3 separate regions of the Mus musculus genome follow, and all the other regions are linked to region 1. A link is a contact called in public ChIA-PET and HiChIP or PLAC-seq data. All regions are on one chromosome and are shown on one strand. The core of a region is the stretch at or near the end of the contact, and the rest is flanking DNA. Distances in the headings are between cores, read along the strand shown. Region 1 holds the start of Thada (thyroid adenoma associated). Region 2 holds the start of 1810073O08Rik (RIKEN cDNA 1810073O08 gene). Region 3 has its middle 18 kb from the start of 1810073O08Rik.

What was found. ChIA-PET counts read pairs in DNA pulled down with a chosen protein or histone mark. HiChIP or PLAC-seq counts read pairs in DNA pulled down with a chosen protein or histone mark.
Region 2: a contact with region 1 is called in an H3K4me3 HiChIP or PLAC-seq map of pro-B cells, with 8 times the contacts expected there. The contact joins the promoter of 1810073O08Rik here to the promoter of Thada in region 1. A contact is called at or near these places in 16 of 39 promoter capture datasets (the 3T3-L1 cell line, the C10 cell line, the SN4741 cell line and 10 more), 1 of 15 datasets of contacts at CTCF or cohesin (the NIH/3T3 cell line), 6 of 484 Hi-C or Micro-C datasets (B cells, the G1E-ER4 cell line, bone marrow-derived macrophages and 3 more), 17 of 115 datasets of contacts at active chromatin or transcription factors (acute myeloid leukemia, bone marrow-derived macrophages, cardiomyocytes and 10 more) and 3 of 9 other capture datasets (adipose tissue, embryonic stem cells and liver).
Region 3: a contact with region 1 is called in an RNA polymerase II ChIA-PET map of memory CD8 T cells, with 5 read pairs. The contact joins the enhancer-like site here to the promoter of Thada in region 1. A contact is called at or near these places in 2 of 39 promoter capture datasets (embryonic stem cells and pre-B cells), 2 of 484 Hi-C or Micro-C datasets (bone marrow-derived macrophages and nephron progenitors), 9 of 115 datasets of contacts at active chromatin or transcription factors (astrocytes, bone marrow-derived macrophages, embryonic forebrain and 4 more) and 1 of 9 other capture datasets (liver).

Annotation. Positions count from the first base shown.
Region 1 is chr17:84,464,807-84,467,796 of GRCm38.p6, forward strand. It overlaps Thada (thyroid adenoma associated), which reads right to left and starts at 1,402. Exons shown (of 38, transcript NM_183021.3): 1 at 1,288-1,402.
Region 2 is chr17:83,916,351-83,919,340 of GRCm38.p6, forward strand. 1810073O08Rik (RIKEN cDNA 1810073O08 gene) reads left to right here and starts at 1,584. Exons shown (of 2, transcript NR_166916.2): 1 at 1,584-1,754.
Region 3 is chr17:83,933,984-83,936,973 of GRCm38.p6, forward strand. No RefSeq gene overlaps it. Among named protein-coding and RNA genes, the nearest start is that of 1810073O08Rik, 18 kb to the left of the region's middle. Within about 2 kb of position 1,423, at least 52 of the 459 cell types and tissues checked have an H3K27ac peak or open chromatin away from gene starts, as enhancers often do. A contact at or near this core is called in memory CD8 T cells, where this site is marked.

The sequences.
Region 1 (2,990 bases), core at 152-2,651:
GATTTCTTTTGTCCCATTTAATAATTAGACATTCTACGAAAGCTTTGAGGATACAGATTCCAGCTTAAGTCAAAGGCAGACCTCCGTGGCCACTGAGGAATGGTCTACCTGCAGACCCTCCCAGGCAGAAAACGACTCAGCATGCGTCACTTAAACTCCTGACATAGCTTCCTTGTTGTCCCTACTTGTCTCTGAAGAATCAAAGCAATCTAACCATGCACTTGCTTATAAACTTCCCAAAGGTTTTCCCTTGCACTAAATAAAATGCATTAGTTACATCCAAATTTGGGTGTATGGCCTGAAAACAATCTGGCCCCAGCTTCCTCTGCCATTCATTTCAGATTTCTTTCACAGCATGTATTACTACCTAAGATTACACTAACTGGCACACCTGTCTATTGCCTGTTTTTCCTAGCACTAAGCTCCATAAAGGTTGCAATGAACTGAATAGTTGTGTTCAGTGTTCCCGTTCTTAACTCCTTAGTCGTTCATGCATGTAGTAAATGCTTTATTAAAATTTCATGAACTAAATCAAGGAATTCTTAATTAACAATTGCTAGAGATATTATAGGAGGGACATATATACTTTTAGAAGGAAGGTGGGCTACCTGGTACCTAAAAGGACATGCTACAGCTAAGTGGCATACCGCTCCAGAAACTGAAGCATTTATAGTCCATTTGGACGGCAAGTCACTACAGCAACGGCAAATGAGCAGTCAAGCAAAAAAGTTAATGAACACAGCCAGACAGAGAGACAACAAGGAAAGGCCTTGAAGTTCTGGGTTAAGTTTAGGGAAATAATTTCCCAAACGAGCAGCCAGCGTGCAAAGTACTGAGAAAGTACTGAGGAAGGAAACTGAGGGGACACTTGTGATTTGAAATGGCAAGTTTGCAGCAGTATTTGATCCCGGAGTCCTAGGGACTACACAGAGATAGACTCGGTGATTCTGCGCGTTCTAAGGGTAAACGTGTGTCCGGGTGAACTGGGCCGGCCCAGAGCCGAAAATCCCGGTTCAGCCTGATGGGCATCTGCCCATAGGTGCCACTTGCTGCTTCCCGCCCATCTACATCTACACCTTCCCGACCGCCTCCCACGTGGAGTCCAAAGACTGACAGAAGGACGGATGAAAACGTGGTTCAAGGGCTGTCTGTCTCCATGGAGACCTCAGCGCCCGGAAGCCACGGCTGGCACCCTCGGGGTGGCCTGCAAGCTGCCCCGGCCGCGCTGTGGCGAAGTCGGTCCCCCGCGCCCGCGTGCCTGGCAGGCAGCGCGCCCGCGAGCCAAACCTCGTGCCCGAGGACGTCTGCAAAGCGTCGCCACCTCTGGACGAGACCCGGAAGCCCGTCAAGTCTACCGCGTCCCTGCGGCTTGTAACGTGGTGCGCGATCCAAAAACCGGTCCCCGGCGAAGGGAGGCAGGGCTGGAAGCTGGCACGGAAATATCGCGAGAGCGGCCGAGTGCCGCTCCTCCAATCAGAAGTGAGGGTGGGTTGTGACGTCATCAAAGAGGGCGTTTGCGAGGGGATTTAGAGAGCCCGCGACTAAACAGTTCTTGATAAGCGAGCCTATGATGGTGACTGCTGGGAATTGCATGCCCCTCACCTCCTTCTGGCTGGCAGAGCAGCAGCCTCCACACCTCTAGGTGTCAGGCCGACATTTCTGTTCCAACCCAGACTTTCTACATTCACTGTGCCCAGCGCAGAGACAGGCAAAATCTACACTCGGGGACGGTTGTGCCAGGGACGGGAACTGAAGCCAAGAGCAACGACTTGAACTCCACTGTCCGAGCCTTAAACGCTGCCTTAAAGGCTGCATCTTTTACACAACTCACAGACTATCTTGCAGTCCAGTCCTTTAAAACTGAGTAAAAATTAGAGACCTATATCACCTTAGTAAGGAGCTGGGACAAGGGACAAGATCACAGAACGGACAAGATGCTGAAAAGGCCGGGATGCTGGCCTGGGCTCTGAGATACATAGTTGGGAAAAACAATGAAAATTAGGTTCATCAGGTGGATGGCTTTTCTATCAAACTTTGTATTTCTTTGTGGTTTTGCCACGTGTATTGTGAGACCCTGACTTAAAGCGTTTCTCCTTGAAAGGTAAAGCCCCTAAAACATTTCCCCAAGCTTGTTTTCCCTGACCTATAAAAATACAGCTAGAAAGAAGCTCTTTGTTCTCTATAGCCAGCAAAAAGCCTTTTTGTTTCTATACTTTACAACCAGAGATGCGATAATTGTAAAAGACCCAGCCAGCACTTGCCTGGCTTCCTGTGCCAAGGACTCAGGGTTAGGGTTAGGGGAAGATAAAAATTCAGAAAGAACTCACTCCCCACTCCTTCTGCCTTGTAAATTTCACCAAGGACACTCCGCCCAACTCTTCCCAACTCCTCAGCTAGCTATTAAAAGCCCCCTACTGTCACTGGGGTCATCGGGGTCGGGTCAAACTCCCCTGACCTGCATGGCGGAAGGAGTTTGTCCTCAGCTAGCTGATAATAAAACCTCTTGCAGTTTGCATCAGTGTGATTTTCTCTCCCGTCTTTGGGGTGCTGGCCAACTTATCCTGGGACTTGAGCGGAGGCCAAGCTTCAGGGGTCTTACAGTATCACTAAACAATAGCTTGGTTGATTTTGTGTCTGTTATCCACCGATTCACATCTTTTGGCATTGCTTTCAGGTCACTCACCTAAAACTGAGTGGTGACAATTCTTTGACTCACTGTTAATATGCCGTTCTCTACTGTGCTGCATTTGTGCTGATATATATGGACATTTGCTCTGGAGGAGTCCAGAGCAGAGGGGTGGGAGCAGGGCAGGGGACTGGACATAGCCGGGGATAGGGAAGCAGGACGGATGTGGCAAGAATTGTGTAGGTTATTAGTAGGTTATTATCAGGGAAGCCTGGCTACTGTTAAATTAGAGGAGGAAGTGGAAAAGGCCAGGATACTAATCTGTGCTCTGAGATGCCTAACCAGGACCTGTGGAAAAGGACCA
Region 2 (2,990 bases), core at 334-2,833, 550 kb before region 1:
TCTTCTGTCTGTCCGTATATCCAGACCTGTTCGCCTATTGCTCCTCCAGCCTCCACAGTTCTGTACTGCCTCTGCCTTTAGACTCCTTTCTCTGGAACTCTGCTCAAACCTGTGGCTTATCAGCAGCAGGGCTCCAGCGATCACTCAGCAGAGCTCCCATCCTGGTCCACTGTTCCCCTTTGGAGACTCTTTTTGATGTTTCCATGCCTCTCTGGTCTCTTTTGAAATCTCTTGAACACTTCTGTGGACTTTTTTGTTTTGCTTTTTTAAAGCTCTCTCTCTCTGTGTGTCCATGTGTTTGCATGATGTATGATCTGAGAGTTAATATTAGCAGTTAAGATTATAATAAAAAGAAACGGTGTTTGCCTTGGCCAGAGCTATCAAGGCAAGCGAGGCTACTTGCTGACATTCTGCCAGTGGAGCAGCTGTACCTTGTAGATTTCTTGTTACTCAACACATGCTGACATCGTGAAAGGACTCCAACGCATTCATCTGTGTTTCTGACATAGCACACTTATGACATCAGGGTTGAGTGAGGGAACCTGACCACACTCCAAAGCCCACGTTGGAGGTGGGCCAGAAGATACTAGAAGCGTCGGGCCGTTTTTCCTGCAGTCTTGCCCCCATTAAGTACTCGCCTCACTGTAATGTTTGCTGGTAAAACAAACAGATCCTCACATTTCCCTGACTGAACCGCCTGGGGTGGGCTCCTGGCTGGGAGGAGGCTGTCTGTGTGCTGCCTCAGGGGCCCAGACTCTCAATGACTCTGCTCTCCTTATGGGATGGCTCAGAGTCCTCTGCAGTCAGCAGGCACACAGGAGAGAGAGAGACAGGAGGCGCAAGCTCATCTTGTCTCCTCGGCCTGGGTGCTACCATCTACCGCTTAGATTTTGTTCTCACGGTGAGGACCAGGCTCACACCCACCCATCTCCATGCTTTTAGCTGCTCTGCTCTGCTCATAGAGCTGAGCCCATAGCCCAGGATGCTCCCTCCTCAGGAGGCCTTTTAGCTCTCCTCGTTTGTGTTTGTTTGTTTGCTTGAGACAGAGTTTCTCTGTGTAGCCCTGGCTCTCCTGGAACATGTTCTATAGATGAGGCTGCTCTCAAACTCAAAGAGACCCACCTGCCTCTGCCTCTGCCCCTGCCCCTGTCCCTGCCCCTGCCCCTGCCCCTGTCTCTGCCTGAGTGCTGACATTAAAGGCATGCACCGCCACTGCCCAGCCATTCTTAGCCCTTCTTTAAGATGCTTGGTAGGTTATTGGTCCCAGGCCCGGTTTTAAAAGGAAAAACCATGGATGTTCCTGAGGGGAAATGGAGGGCACAGGTGGACACCCTCAACGAGCTGGTACACACATTATCCTCTTAAAACTTCAGGCATTCTGAGTGCCTCCCAAGTCTCCTCTAAGAGACCCTAGAGTCCACTTCAGGTTGCTCTCCTCTGGGCTCGGTGACCTGGGCCCAGCAACTGTGATGGTCAAGTCCAAAAGTCCCCATCAGTCAGAACTGGATCAAAGGAAGAGATGTGGGTGGAGCTCAGGCACGTCACAACGTGCTTTCTCTCACCCAGGCCTTGTACCTCTAGCCAGGGCTTCTTACACACCTGCTGCCAAAAGGAGGGACATGAAGAGTAGCCAGGCTGCCAGACCTCAAGGTGTTTCTGAGTTTATGACAGGATGACCAGACACCTGATGAGAAGGATGCCAAGCTCCTGACAGGAGAAGAAGCAAAGGATGAATGCCAGAGGGGCCATCATGGGTGAGTCACTCCTCTGGGGCAATTGGAGGAGGCATCCTGGAACTTAGAACTTGCAGGAAGGGGTGGGGAGCACGGGGAATGGAGGGGAGCACGGGGAGCGGTGGGGAGCATGGGAAGACTCGCTGGCATTCCTACTTGTTTTTATGTGTGTGATACTTTATAGTTGCAAAGCCAGTGAGGTGTGTGAAGCAGAGAAAAGAGAGAGAGAGAGAGAGAGAGAGAGAGAGAGAGAGAGAACACAGGCCCAGAGAGGCTGAGCCCCCTTGCTCAAGGTTGCACAGGAATTAGTAAGACTACAAATATCCTGCCTACAGTTTTGGTGTTTTTTGTATAAGTTTGACAAATGTTTCTCTTCTTCAAGGGCCGATCAGGGCAGGTTCCCCAGGCTGGGTAAGAAGCCCCCATGTAGGGCACAGACTCCCTGGAGGGCATCTTGAGTCTAGGTGCACAGCGTCCCTTTAAGAACATGTGTTTCCTGTTTTCTTTCTCCTGCTGGCTAAGGGCAGAATGGGGTTTTCCTGAGCGGAAGACCAGTGAAGTCCTGCTCAGTGCCGTCAGCTTTGGCTGGTCTGGGGCTCATAGCTCTATTATTCTGGAGCTGATCTGCTCTGGCCAGTCTTCCTAACTTGATACTCCAGTCATCCCAGATCTTGAACCCAGGGTCTTGACTCTTAGATGATAGTTTTGGAATATTCCTTAAGAATTAATCAAGGTCTTAGAATTGGTACTGCCCTGGAACAGAGACACTAAGGCTGAGGGAGGGAGGAGCAGGTCTCCTCAAAGAAGCAAAACAAGACCTTAGGCAGCCGAAGACCCAGGGCAGGAACTTCACCCCCATGCCCCTCCCACTGTTCTCATTCATCCTGGGTGCAAGTTGAGGTTAGACCTCACTCCAGTCTGCTAGACGGTACCATGCGGAGTTGGCACGGTCTGGGTTCAGGCCATAACAGCTGTGAATATAGAGTTCCTGGAGGCTAACCGAACATCTTTTTCTACTGTCTGGTTCATGATTTTTGTTTCTTAGAATATATCATAGTTCAGGGAGATATCACTGAGCCTGGTGACCCGGGTTCAATCCCTAGGACCCATATGGTGGAAGGAGAGAACCAGATCCTGAAAACAGTCCTCTACGCATGTGCATGTGTGCACATATATATGTGTATATACACACTTTAGAAATATATGTATATGCATATATGTGTGTATGTATAAATAAATGCAATGAAAAAGGATATA
Region 3 (2,990 bases), core at 173-2,672, 530 kb before region 1:
CGGCTTGACTTAATAAAGCTGCCTTTCTCCAAAAGCTCTGTGAAGAGCAGGAATTCACTGTGGCTTGGCCTTAGGTTGTCCAGACCAACTTGCCTGACAGTTTCATGGGATCACTGTTATCCGAAGGAAGGCGTATTCTGTGCAGACAGAATCAATCCATGGGCCCGTCGATTAAACATGGGCTTAGGAGTCAGTGTCTACCTCCCTAGGCAAATACACTTAGTACATTTAGTGGCAACCCTGTCATCTGCCCCCAGAAAGCAGTTGCATTCACACTGAGCACAAATGAAAGTTTCCACAATTGCCCAGGATCCTAGATAAAGGCTCCATTCCTTTGTCTATGTAAGAGGTCTGGAAGGATCTTGGAGTTTGTGATCCTTCAGGGCATGTGAGACTCTCACAGAGAGTCTGCGTTCCTTTTCTTCTGATTGACAGGAGGAAAGGGATCTTTCTCTCCCTTAAAGAAAGGGACATCCAGAGACTTTTTCTTCCTTGAGAGAGGGAATGACTTTGAACTCCTGATCCTCCTGCCTCCACTTCCCTGGGATGGACATGGTTCCATGGAATCCCCCCTCACCAGAACTTGAGTATCTTGCTGTTCAGGACCCAAGTTTGCTGGCATCAAGTTCTCCTCTGGGTTGCTCCGGGCCCTTCCATCACCGGCTCCTTCCATAGCTGTGTTTGTGGTGGCACAGATGTCCCCTGTTTTCCTTGGGAATTGGAGAATCTCATTTCCCTGACAGTGTGCCTTTGTGCCCAATCTTGGCTTGGGGTTGTTAGCATTAGTAGGATGTTACCAAATATTCCTTTTTCAGAGGGCTTCCCCACTCGGACTGGTGCTCTAAATCACCAGGCTCTGGCTTCTCTTAGTCCAATATCTCTACAGTTGTCCAACATGGTCCTCCTTGCTGTTCTGCTCATCATTCCCCAGTCCCTGGTCCCTTTCGGATGGCTGGATCCTGCTCCTGACCTCCCAGGGATCATTCCTGCTTAACAGAGACAGGTACCCAAAGGCCAACATCTTCCCTCTCCTGCCTCTACCTTGAGGTCAAAGGTGGAAATGGCAGGAAGGTGGAGGAAGGAAGAAAGGATGGAGAAGGGGAAGAAGAGAGAAGGAAGAGAGAAGGAAGGAGAGAAAAGAAGACAGGAGGGAAGGAGAGAGTGGAGAAAGAAAGGAAGAAAGAGAGGGAGAAGAGGGGAGAGAAAGAGAGTTGAGAGAGAGGAGAGGAGGAGAGGGGGGAGGGGGCGGAAGAGGGGGAGGGGGAAGGGGAGAGAGAGAGAGAGAGAGAGAGAGAACCAGTTGCAGGACTTCTTTGTAAAGGTCTAGAGTCAGAGCTGTAACTGTGAGGGCCAGCCCTTGCCAGGAAGGTGAATGCTCTACACAGCGTATCCTGTGGCCATTGATCTGGTGTGTTTGTTCATTTACTAGCTGGAGCAGGAAACCTGCCTGCCGTGCTGGCTTCCCTTCGCTTGGCTGGTCTCAGGGCCTACACCCTGCCCAAAAGGTAGACATCAGCACTCTGTTCACCAAGACAAGATGTTGATTCTCCGATCTGGCCTTGGATTCACTTCTAGGTATGGGAACAGACAAGATCCACATCAAAAGTTCTGTTTAGGATCGAGGAGAGAAAGGAGGTTTGGCCTGATCAGCAGATCTGCTGCTTAGAAACACAAACAAATAGTGAGCGCATTAATGACTAATGAGAACAGGTTTACAGGCTCCTGACACTCGCCAGTCATCTTTGGATCTCCCTGAAGCCAATGAGATAGGACAAGCGTCCTTCCTGACCTGAATCTTAGGGAAGTTTGCAAGAGTGGAGGAGGTTAGAGGGAGTGTCCACGTTTACACTCAGACTTGCTGAGTGTCACCTCGAAGGCCTGAGTGTCCCCTCCTCCTGAGTGGGACTGACATTGAGTGCCTTGCCCACTCATTGCAGGTGGCCCCTGGCAACTGAAAAAGCTAGCCATGGTTTGACACGTCTCTCTACACTCATCATATCCCAGGATGACCCTAGCATTTTAGGTGCACTCAGGACCCAGAAGGTTCACACTGGCCCTAGATGGGTCCTAAGGACAGGAAATCATCCTGCTTGTGTCTGGAGACAGGGACAGGGTCTTAGACTAAGACCATCCTGGAGAATCAGGTTCTTGCAAACCAAGTGACTCCTGGAAAGTCCCCTGCTTGTGACCCATTTCCTTCAGCTGTAAAGGGGTGGGGAAGTGGGGGGGGGCAGGGAGGGACACATGAGGAACGACAATCTTAATTTCTGAGCTGGGCATGGAGGCTCAAGCCTGTAAGTAGAGCACTTGGAAGGCTGAGGCAGGAGAATTGCTACAAGTTTGAGACTAGCTTGTGCTACATAGTGAGTCTCAGAGGAGTCTAAAATACAGAGTGAGACTTGCCTCAAAACAAAACAAAACAAAACAACCCCAAATTTATAATCAAAACAAAACATCTCTTCCACAAGGCCAGCAGTCGCCACCACAGCTGCCACGAGCCTCAGGAGCGCTCCTCATCTGGGTGGCCACCCAGGAAGAGGCGGTGCAGGCAGGGGGTGTTGAGAGATGAGCAGAGGACAAAGGGACAGGAAGAGGGGTGGCTTCTAGCATCTTCTTCAGCCAGATAGCTGTGAATGCACCTGCAGCCCTTTCAGTTCTATTGCTTTATGCAGTTAGCCCAGGATGTGCAGTTAGCCCAGGATGTGCAGTTAGCCCAGGATGACCCCAGTCAGTCTCACAGGTGAAGAAGCTGATGCCTAGGAGGCAAAAGCAGTAGCAGGTACCCTTGTCCCTGAGTGTCCGTGGATAGACCCTACCTAAGGCGTCTGCTGTCTGATTGAAGAGTCATTAACATGAGGTCACAAGGAGGAGCCGTCGAGGTCAGATTTCATGGGCGTGTCTGTCCTAGCCTCACCATCTGGAAGCCGTGGCGTCTCTGTAAGGGTGCCTGCCACCAAGCCTGATGATCTGAATTCAGTCCCCAGAGCCAC